3 separate regions of the Sus scrofa genome follow, and regions 1 and 2 are each linked to region 3. The links are chromatin contacts, called in public HiChIP or PLAC-seq maps. All regions are on one chromosome and are shown on one strand. The core of a region is the stretch at or near the end of the contact, and the rest is flanking DNA. Distances in the headings are between cores, read along the strand shown. Region 1 overlaps MED12L (mediator of RNA polymerase II transcription subunit 12-like protein). Region 2 overlaps MED12L (mediator of RNA polymerase II transcription subunit 12-like protein). Region 3 has its middle 7.2 kb from the start of SUCNR1.

What was found. HiChIP or PLAC-seq counts read pairs in DNA pulled down with a chosen protein or histone mark.
Region 1: an H3K27ac HiChIP or PLAC-seq map of alveolar macrophages shows a contact between it and region 3. The contact joins two enhancer-like sites. A contact is called at or near these places in 2 of 47 Hi-C or Micro-C datasets (embryonic fibroblasts and mesenteric adipose tissue) and 1 of 2 datasets of contacts at active chromatin or transcription factors (alveolar macrophages).
Region 2: a contact with region 3 is called in an H3K27ac HiChIP or PLAC-seq map of alveolar macrophages. The contact joins two enhancer-like sites. A contact is called at or near these places in 1 of 5 promoter capture datasets (liver), 1 of 47 Hi-C or Micro-C datasets (embryonic fibroblasts) and 1 of 2 datasets of contacts at active chromatin or transcription factors (alveolar macrophages).

The regions. Positions count from the first base shown.
Region 1 is chr13:91,462,651-91,465,733 of Sscrofa11.1, reverse strand. All of the region lies in intron 16 of MED12L (mediator of RNA polymerase II transcription subunit 12-like protein), which reads right to left. Among named protein-coding and RNA genes, the nearest start is that of P2RY14, 10 kb to the right of the region's middle. Within about 2 kb of position 1,308, at least 26 of the 83 cell types and tissues checked have an H3K27ac peak or open chromatin away from gene starts, as enhancers often do. A contact at or near this core is called in alveolar macrophages, where this site is marked.
Region 2 is chr13:91,546,799-91,550,167 of Sscrofa11.1, reverse strand. MED12L (mediator of RNA polymerase II transcription subunit 12-like protein) reads right to left here. Exons shown (of 46, transcript XM_021069608.1): 22 at 206-433. It also overlaps a transcript of P2RY12 not described here. Among named protein-coding and RNA genes, the nearest start is that of P2RY12, 23 kb to the right of the region's middle. Within about 2 kb of position 1,962, at least 23 of the 83 cell types and tissues checked have an H3K27ac peak or open chromatin away from gene starts, as enhancers often do. A contact at or near this core is called in alveolar macrophages, where this site is marked.
Region 3 is chr13:92,108,189-92,111,111 of Sscrofa11.1, reverse strand. No RefSeq gene overlaps it. Among named protein-coding and RNA genes, the nearest start is that of SUCNR1, 7.2 kb to the left of the region's middle. Within about 2 kb of position 1,376, at least 2 of the 83 cell types and tissues checked have an H3K27ac peak or open chromatin away from gene starts, as enhancers often do. A contact at or near this core is called in alveolar macrophages, where this site is marked.

The sequences.
Region 1 (3,083 bases), core at 59-2,558, 650 kb after region 3:
GTTTCCTGGAGTGTGGATAGTGGTTTCCAGGCTAGTGCTTGTTGCCGGTGGTTTTGTTTCTTGCCAAAAGACCCCCAGTGGAGTCTTTTTTATTTGCCTTGGCTTCCTAAAGGAATATATAATCTAAATTCTAATTTAAATTCTCTCTCTTCTCCACAGCAAAACCATCACGAATCTTTTGTCACACTATTAATGACTAAGTACAAAATTTATGACTGGTCAGATATCAATGGGATTTTAGAGAGGGAGGCTGCATTCACTCTTCCCACACACAGGCCTCTCTGGAGACAACAAAACAAACAGGCTAACTGACATTCCTGGTGTCAAAGAACTACAGCTCAGGTAGGATAATTGCCCCTACAGGCAATCTACCAGGCTCCCTAAGGAGGAGTAGAATCTGGGATCCGAATAGGCGTGATCACATGTCCTCATTCAACCCACGCCAGGAGAATCTGACAAGGCAACATGCACAGCTGCTCCCTAAACAGCCCATTCAAAGACTAAGCACCAAAACTTGGCCTCATTGATTCTTCATTCTGATTATACCCACTGGTCATGCAAAACAGCCTAAGAAACACCGCTGTGCTCCAAATATTAACTAAAGAGATATGCAGCTCTCCATAGCACTAATTGCCTATAACCACATGAAAAAAGTCTCAATCGAGTCACCAAGGAAATTAAATTGCCAAAAATAACCACACCACCCTCCCACAAACCAGAAGTACACACAAAGTGTGCTTGGCTGATAGCAGCTTGCTGGAAAGAGAAGAAGACCTTGTCTGAATCTACAAATTTAAGGTGTGGTTTATTCCCTGGTTTAAAAAAAAAAAAAAAAAGACTGAAAAAGAAAAAGAAACTGCATGAGATCACCCACGGCATTTCCTGTGACTGCAGTTAACCTCAGATAAGTTCCCTGAAGTCTCATACCACAGAACCTTCCCCTGGACTTGCTAGAGCCTGTTCTGCCCACACATCGCACAGCCCCAAGTGACAGCTGTTTATCAAAACAACTCTGGGAAAGTTTATCTAATTGGTAAAGGAAACGTTCACATATTGAGGCTTGGGGAAATCATTCTTGCTTATACATTCTGGCTTGACTTGAATTTTATGCTAACTCGAATGGCCTGTTTCTGGCCTATCGATCATACATTGCACATCTGCTTTAATTATTAAAGAAAAGGGCACACTGACCCGAAGTAAAGAAAGCCCATGTTAAAAATAAAGATTAAATGCCATCTTTCCTGGGATATCCATGCTGGTACTGCTTTGATGAAAAGAATCCCAGGTGCCAAGATTATACTGACTCACTGTGTATGTGCTAAGCTGTGTGTGTGTGTGTGTGTGTGTGTGCGTGTGTGTGTGTGTGTGTGTGGTGTGTGTGTGTGTGTGTGTGTGTGTGTTTCTTCCTTTTGAAAGTCAAGGAATGGATCCCTGAGTTGTTTCATGTTCTTTGTTCTGACAAGATACAAAACTGTGCTGAAAACCATGTCTCTAGAGCAGTTCCTCAGAGTTATGTGAGAGGCTGTCTCCCAGGCTACAGTCCTCAGTTTCACTCAAATCTCTTTCCTATTCCTATTACAGACTGCTTATTGATGATTTTCATCAACATAGTAAAAAGGAAGTATTCATTCTCTACATTAAGTCTCATTCCAGCTCAAAACTTCTCAAGGCTCATTTCCCTAACTTGTTCTAATGATTTACTAAAAAGCTGAGCCATCAGTGCTAAGCAAAGAAACCATCTTATAAAGCAGTGTGCTATTCTCCAAGGGATCTTGCTTAGAATGAATCATTATGCAGGTCAGGGGTCCGGAAACCTACAAAAGGAGCTTAAACGTGTGCAGATACAGATGTTTAAACAAATTTGATGGCACCGGGATAATGATATGTTAAAAATTATAATCTTTGTTTTCAGATTAATTCCATCATCTCACTTAGCTTTAGCTACAGGACCAGAGCATACAGTTAGAGGACAGTCCCTGCCTCTTCCCTATTTAAGTAATACAGTTTCATTCAACAAACACTTCTGAGGGCCTGCTATAGGAGTGGGACACTGGGGATACCAAAACAAGCAACCAAGATAGCTACTGCCCATTCCAGCTGGGACTGATATAAAAACACATGCCACGTGGGAAGAATCTGGACAAGGCCAAGATATGAGGATGAGGACAGCTGAGGTGAGTCCTAAGAACAGATGAGAGCAGGATGAGATAACGAGAAAGGATACATTTTGGAGACTTGGAGGGATAAAAGGAAATGCCTTCTGATTCATAAGCATCCTTCCAAAACATATACAAAGAGGAGAAAAAAATGCACTGAGACTTTATTTTTACAACTGTTAAAGTTCTCAATTTTGACTCTTTGCTGATATCAACTAAAATTCATTCCTTCTGATTCTTAAGGATAAATCCACCCTAATACTAGCAACACAGAAGACCTCTTTGAGCAGTTCAACTAATTGAGATTAGCTATTCAACTTAAGACAGAATATTAGAGTCTATCCCAAAGTGAGGTTTTCTTAGCCGGCTACAAAATATGTAAATATCGTACATACAATTCTTTTTATAAACGGTTACTTCTGCCAACCTTCCAGAAGGTGGAGATATTGTACCAAACATGTTTCTTCAATTATAATTGTCCAATAAAGGTACACATACAACTGCTAATGAATTCCTGCGCCTGTCACTCATTTTAAGAGATTAAAAAAAATAAAAATAAAGCACTTTTTTACAATACAGTGACTAATTACGTTGTAATGCCATAATTCCTGCCACCCTCCTCAACTACTCTAAATCAATGCACAGAATTTGGCAGTATTTAATGCTTTACATAGAGAAACACAAAAAGGCATGTCTGCATCTGCATTCCATGTTTTAATACCAGGTTATACTTTTTAAAGCACATCTTCAATTATTTTACCACAAAGCTCAAAAACGTCATGGCATAGTGAATTATGAACACCTCAGCATGACTATTAAATCCCAACATTGTTCCCCACCCACCTCTGCTGACTTTCCTTTTCTGGTGCCTTTGCCCACATCATTTTCATCCCAGATTGACTTTTACCCCATTCTAGAAACAAAAGA
Region 2 (3,369 bases), core at 713-3,212, 560 kb after region 3:
CATTTTCTCTGGAGCATCTCATGCTAGAGCAATAAGCCAGAGTAAAAGAATCACATAATAAAGCAGAGGTAAATTCAGGAATAAAATAAGATTTAAAGACAGATAAATGAAAGATGAATGTCAAGCTTAGGAAATTATTAAAGACCTTAATTTCCAAGTGGCACCAATGCAACAAGTATGTAGTTAATCATGAACCCCAGCTCACCTTCCAGCATCCTGATGGCCCATACATACATTCATGAGCGTGTTGCAGACAAAGCTGTAGCGATTGGCTGCGTTGTCACTAAGGATCTTGCCCAGCATTGAGTAGTTGATGGTACGGGCTGAGGGATTCTCAATAAAATCCATCATGAAGTCTGGATCCCATCGCAAGTTAGAATTTGCAGGAATCACATTATTATATATGGTTTGCTTTACTTTTGAACAGGCACTACTGAGGTTACAAGAAGAAGAGTTAGAAAACAAAACAAAACTAAAATAACTAGAAAGTTATTCCATTCCAGGACAGATTAAATGGCGGTGATTATAATGTATTCCTAGAGAAGGTTCATATTATGGGGTTTTGATTCCAACTTCTTAATAATCAGCACTGGATACAGTGCCTGGAATGTTCTAGTTGCTCAATACATAGTTACTGAATGGGTGGAAGAACAAAACAAGAATAAGACATTTTGGTATTAATCTTAATTATTTTCTAAATCTTTTCTACCTCTTACATGCTTTAAAAATAATTTACTAAGGTTTCCAACCACTGTCTCTGAACAGTGGTTGGAGATTGTTATTACTTAAGCATAATAAAAAAGGACTAGATTGTGCATCAGGAATAACTGGGTGTTTATTCCTAACCATACATCCTGTTAATATGTTCCTCTAGTTATGATGTATCTGGAGAGGTCCATGTGTCAAGGCTTCTCTGGTACGTGAAAGAGGAGCTTACTCCCTGTCCTCAAGGAGCTTAAATCCTAGTAGGGCTTACAGGTAATACACAAATAAGTGTAAAGAAACTATTATGTTGTTCCTACAATTTTATCACACTGGGTTTCTCAGCAATACGTAGAGAATTTGAAGACCCTGGTCTCCCAAATGAAGATAGTTCATGTTTCAGTGCATTCGATCTGAATAAGATACAGTATACTGGAAGTACACAAGAGGAAATAGAAAGCATCTAATCCTGGTCTGCATCTGAGGCTGAAAGAGGATCGGATCTCAAAAGCTCAGATTCCATGTACACTTGGCTATTCCTGCCCACTTGCTGTGGATGACAAATCTATGAGCAACATTTCACCTTCTCTATTCAAGGGCTCTTTTCAGCAACAGAAAAGTCTTTTTCTTTTAGATTAAGTTTTGGTAGCAAACTTACTTGTGATCAAAGGGACACATGTCCTACTCTTACGTGTAGCTACATAAACAGTAGCCAGAGAACACTTCTTCAAAAATGGAAAGGCATATAGGCTCTTTATTCTAAACTGTTACCACTGACAACTGCTTTAAGAAAACAGACACTGTTCAGTTCAATGTTTACCAAAATGTGGCTTCAGACTTCCTCTTTCAGAATCACCTCCAGGGTGTTAAAAATTAAAGATTCCTGGGCCTCACTGTAGATGTACTCAATCTGTAGGTTTAAAAACTGTCCCAGGTAAAACTAATTGCCAAATATGCTTAGGAAGCACTGGGCCGAGAGAGAGGATTAAGGCCACCCATTAAAGGGTAGCAAGTACAATCTCCTATACTCTTTCTGCACAGATATCTTTTCTAAAAAGACATTGGTTGCTGAAGGATACAAGTTTGCAATCTGGAGTCATGATCTATTCAAAATGATAGATATTATACAGTCTTCAGTGCTTTTAAAGTATCCCCTCTTTCTCTGTCTTAACCTTCCCTAAGCTTTCTACTCAATGTTTCATATACTCTCACTTAGCAGTAGTTCTTAATGTGTTTCATTTTTCAACTAAAACTGAAACCAAAACAAATTTTACTCTTTGCTGGTTCCTTTCCTAATATCATGACACTGGTTTCTTCTACCTTCTGATACTATTGAGTGTTTAAGGAAACAGACTTCTGCAAATAATGCAGCTTTTTATTCAACTTTTCACCAAATTCTAGCAATCTATCCATGTCTGTCTTTAAAAATCAAAAGGAGTCTGCTTTTCTTCCTTAATTTTGGCAAGATGCAGCCTCACTTTTCTATTAGTATAGAGACTTCTCTCCACTTTATGCCCTCCTGCCTCCTCTCATTTTTTGAACTCTGTGATTCATGGTGAAGTCTCCACACCCTTCATTAGAGGCTCTTTCACTTATGACAGTCTTTCCAGGTGAGCTCTATGTTTTAATAAAATATTAACTGTCATCAAGGTCACTCTCAAATTCTTAGCACTCTCAGATGCAGACATATACGGAGTTAAGAAAAAAAAAAATCAGACATTTTCCTTCTAAAACTGCATGCATCTCCTCAGAAAAGAAAATCATGGACTTGGAGAAGAGACTTGTGGCTGCCTGATGGGAGGGGGAGGGAGTGGGAGGGATCGGGAGCTTGGGCTTATCAGACACAACCTAGAATAGATTTACAAGGAGATCCTGCTGAATAGCATTGAGAACTATGTCTAGATACTCATGTTGCAACAGAAGAAAGGGTGGGGGAAAAACTGTAATTGCAATGTATACATGTAAGGATAACCTGACCCCCTTGCTGTACAGTGGGAAAATAAAAAACATTTAAGGGATAAGAAAAGTTCTCTTGTGCCAATTGGAATAATAAAATGATTCTGAAAACCAAAAATAAAAAAAAAATAAAAAAAAAATAAAACTGCATGCATGAGAAAAACCTGGTAGAGTAATGAAAGCAACACACCTCTTGAGGCTAAAATTGATTTATGCTCAAATCTAGGCTTCATCATTTATTAATGTGTGATGAGGAACAATGATTGATTGAAAAAATCATTTATATTTCCTGTGGTTGTTGAGAGGATTAAAGATCTTGATGGAAATATCCCAGCATAATACTTGGCACAGAGCCACAGCTCAATCAGAAGTAGATGTGATTAGTGCTATCTCTCCCAAATAATATTCTTACACAACTTTATAGATGGTGTTTCAGATCCAATCACCAATTCTGGTTTATTAGTATACTAACAGAATCTCTTTGCGTATCTAGCTTTGGTTTAACCATTTTTTTTTAATCCCAAAATATAAATAATGCTTGACTAGAAGGTTTCCCAAGAGAACTATAATTCCCTCCTATATCCTTAATCCAGGAAAATCTAGACAGGTCACTCCCTGTGATGCACCACAGTACTGATGTACTGATGCTAAGTGACCCCTCGGTTCATTGTTGGTCTCCTAAGTGTCCACACATCCACTGCAAGTTACTTG
Region 3 (2,923 bases), core at 127-2,626:
GTTACAAGCAAACAGTAGTGATGTAAAGCACTAAATGGTGTCTTCCAAAAAATGTCTAGGAATCCTTTTCTTGCAGGGACCCACTCTCAAGCAAGGGATATGACTCTCTCCTGTCTGGATGCACAAGATGGGAAGGTGGGCCTGTGTGATTATGACTGTGGACATCAAGAGGAGTCACTGTTAAGAATTCAGGAGTCTGAACTCTGCTTTCTTCTCTTCCTTATAGCATCCCAGCTCAGCACCCCCAATCTTTCTTCATGGTTTCACATTTGAGACAGAAGGAAATCATAATCTTTAACCACATTCAGCTCAATAAATAAGAAGACAGCCTACTTCTCACTCCTGGCTACAATCAATTCATTTTTAAATTCCCTAATATCAAAAGACTTAAAACCGCTGGTCTAGGCCTTAAGGGAAAGAAAGCTATAGGAAATAAATGTTGGATTTTGATTTATTTTATTCCTGGTTTTCTTCAGGCATTTATCAGTTAAATATAGAATAACAAAATGTCTTTACAATGAGAAAACATGATTCATGATTAGGATCATTAAGTTTGAACTGACAATGATTCTGTTTCAATGTCTTATTGTCTTTAAGGAGCTAAATAATAAATGACTTGAAATTATGTATCTTGTTTGAATCATGATATTTAAGCCTATTATTTATATCATCACATAAATAATTGCTATATAATCCTCAGAGGGAAAATTATGTACATCTAGGTTTGCACCTGTCTTAATTTAGTTTAAAGTTACATATTGCTTTAGATGCAATCATAACAGCAAGTATAATAGTCTCTTGATAGTGTTCACTATATTGACATATCAAATTTCTGCTAGTTTAGTGTATCTCATTTCAAACTGTACAAGTATCATAAAGGGAAAAAACAAAATATAAAATGAGTTGTTTTAACTTTGGCAATAAATGGTTATAGAGTGTTCACAAAAGTTATAAATGCCATGGGGTATTCACTAAAATAAATTAGAAAAAGGATGTTACATTGCTTTTCTTACAAAAGTGAACATCTAAGAGAGAAAGAAATGGTCTTTAAATATCTCTCTTTGTCTCTATATATCCAGGAACCTAAACCAGCACAATCTCAGGGAGTCAGAATGATTGGGGCTTCATCTGGGCCAAAAGATATGAGCGTTCTATTTTGAGGAATTGGCACTCTTTATCTTAAAGGGAGAAATTAACTCCATGTTAAATTCTGAAAATGTTCTTAGATGAGAGCAATTCTACAGTCCTATGCCCTCTGTGCAAAAGGAGGTATACACTTGAAATTTTCTAATCCCATTGAATGACGCCTCCTACCCCCAAGATGGCTTAGGCCAGTCTTGTGACAGGTGGTAAAAACATGAATCACATGCTCACTCCACTTCTCAATGGCCTTTTTCCTCTCCAAATATGACCAAAAATGAGGTCATATTTAGTTGTAACACAGAGGAACTTGCATAAATTAAAAAGGTATTTCAAAATAGCTAGTTAACATTTCTCTAAAGCAATGTCTACACATCTGTGCACAGAGGCAGTTGCATAGTTCCCATGTACCAGAGGTCAAGCCTTCAGAGAGGAGCCCCATGGGCATAGAGTTTTTCAAATTCTGGATTATACTAAATAGAACAGACTTAATTACAGTGTTTCTTTTTTGGACCTGTATTTTCCTCTGAGATTTAAAAATCCCTGAGATACAACGTTTATCAGCTAAAAATTGCAACTCTTGCTAAGGCAAGATAAAGGACTATTTTGAAAGGGCAACATTTTATTGGTAATAGCAGAACATGTATTTTCTTAATATTAGCATTCACATAGTAATATCATCCATCAATAGTTGAAATTTTGCATAATTGTTTCAAAGATCTTTTAGTCACTTGCCTTTTTATGTCCTCTACATTTTTTCTTTCACAAAGTTTACTCTCTTGTGTTTCATAGTTGCTATGTCCTCATGTCCTATGAGATCCAGCTTCCTGACATTGTATATCTTAGGTCTTTAAATCCCCACAGCTTCTTTTTTTCTTTCTTTTCTTTTTCTTTTTTTTTTTTTTTTTTTTTTTTTTTTTTTTTTTTGTCTCTTTAGGGTTCTGCAGCATATGGAGGTCCCCAGACAAGCAGTGGAATCAGAGCTGCAGCCACTGGCCTATACCACAGCCACAGCAATGTTAGATCTGAGCCACATCTGCACCCTAGGACCCTGCAACACCAGATCCTTAACCCATTGAGCAAGGCCAGGGCTTGAACCTGTGTCCTCATGGATGCTAGTCAGATTCATTTGTGCTGAGCCACGACAGGAACTCCACCCACAGCTTCTTTCCATGGCCACGAATTCTGGGGCTCCCATTATCCTCCTAAATCTGAGTTCTATGTAAGGCTTGCTTGAATCAGTGACTCAATGGTGTATATTATATTTGGATTGTAAACTGTGATTTAAAAAACAAATTAATTTTTCTATAATAAATTACAGCATATTATATACAACCTTCCAGAAATAGAAAGATGCTACCTTCTGTATATATTTGGAAATAAATTAGTGATGTGTTTAAATTTTCCCTGTTATGATTAAGTGTTATGCAGGTTGTCCTAAGGTAAAGATAGTTAGTAAAACAAAGTCCTTGCCTAAATATATTGAAACCATCAGTAACCACAGAGATTTGGAACCTAGGATATAACTAGACTCAATGGGAAGCTTCATGTCTTCTAGCTTTCCTCAAAGACCAATTGACATGTGGAATACTAAATATGGGATTTAGAAAAATGTAAAATTGTTATGTGATTCTTGATTTTTGAGTATACTGCATTTTATATCCTTTGCTATGTTTCATTTACTAAATTTTATATGACTATGTTAGAAGTGCTTACAGCAGAGAAGCAAAAACGGTTGCTTAGTGATGCATTTTCTTGGTTTCTGAGAGGGGGATTAGATTAA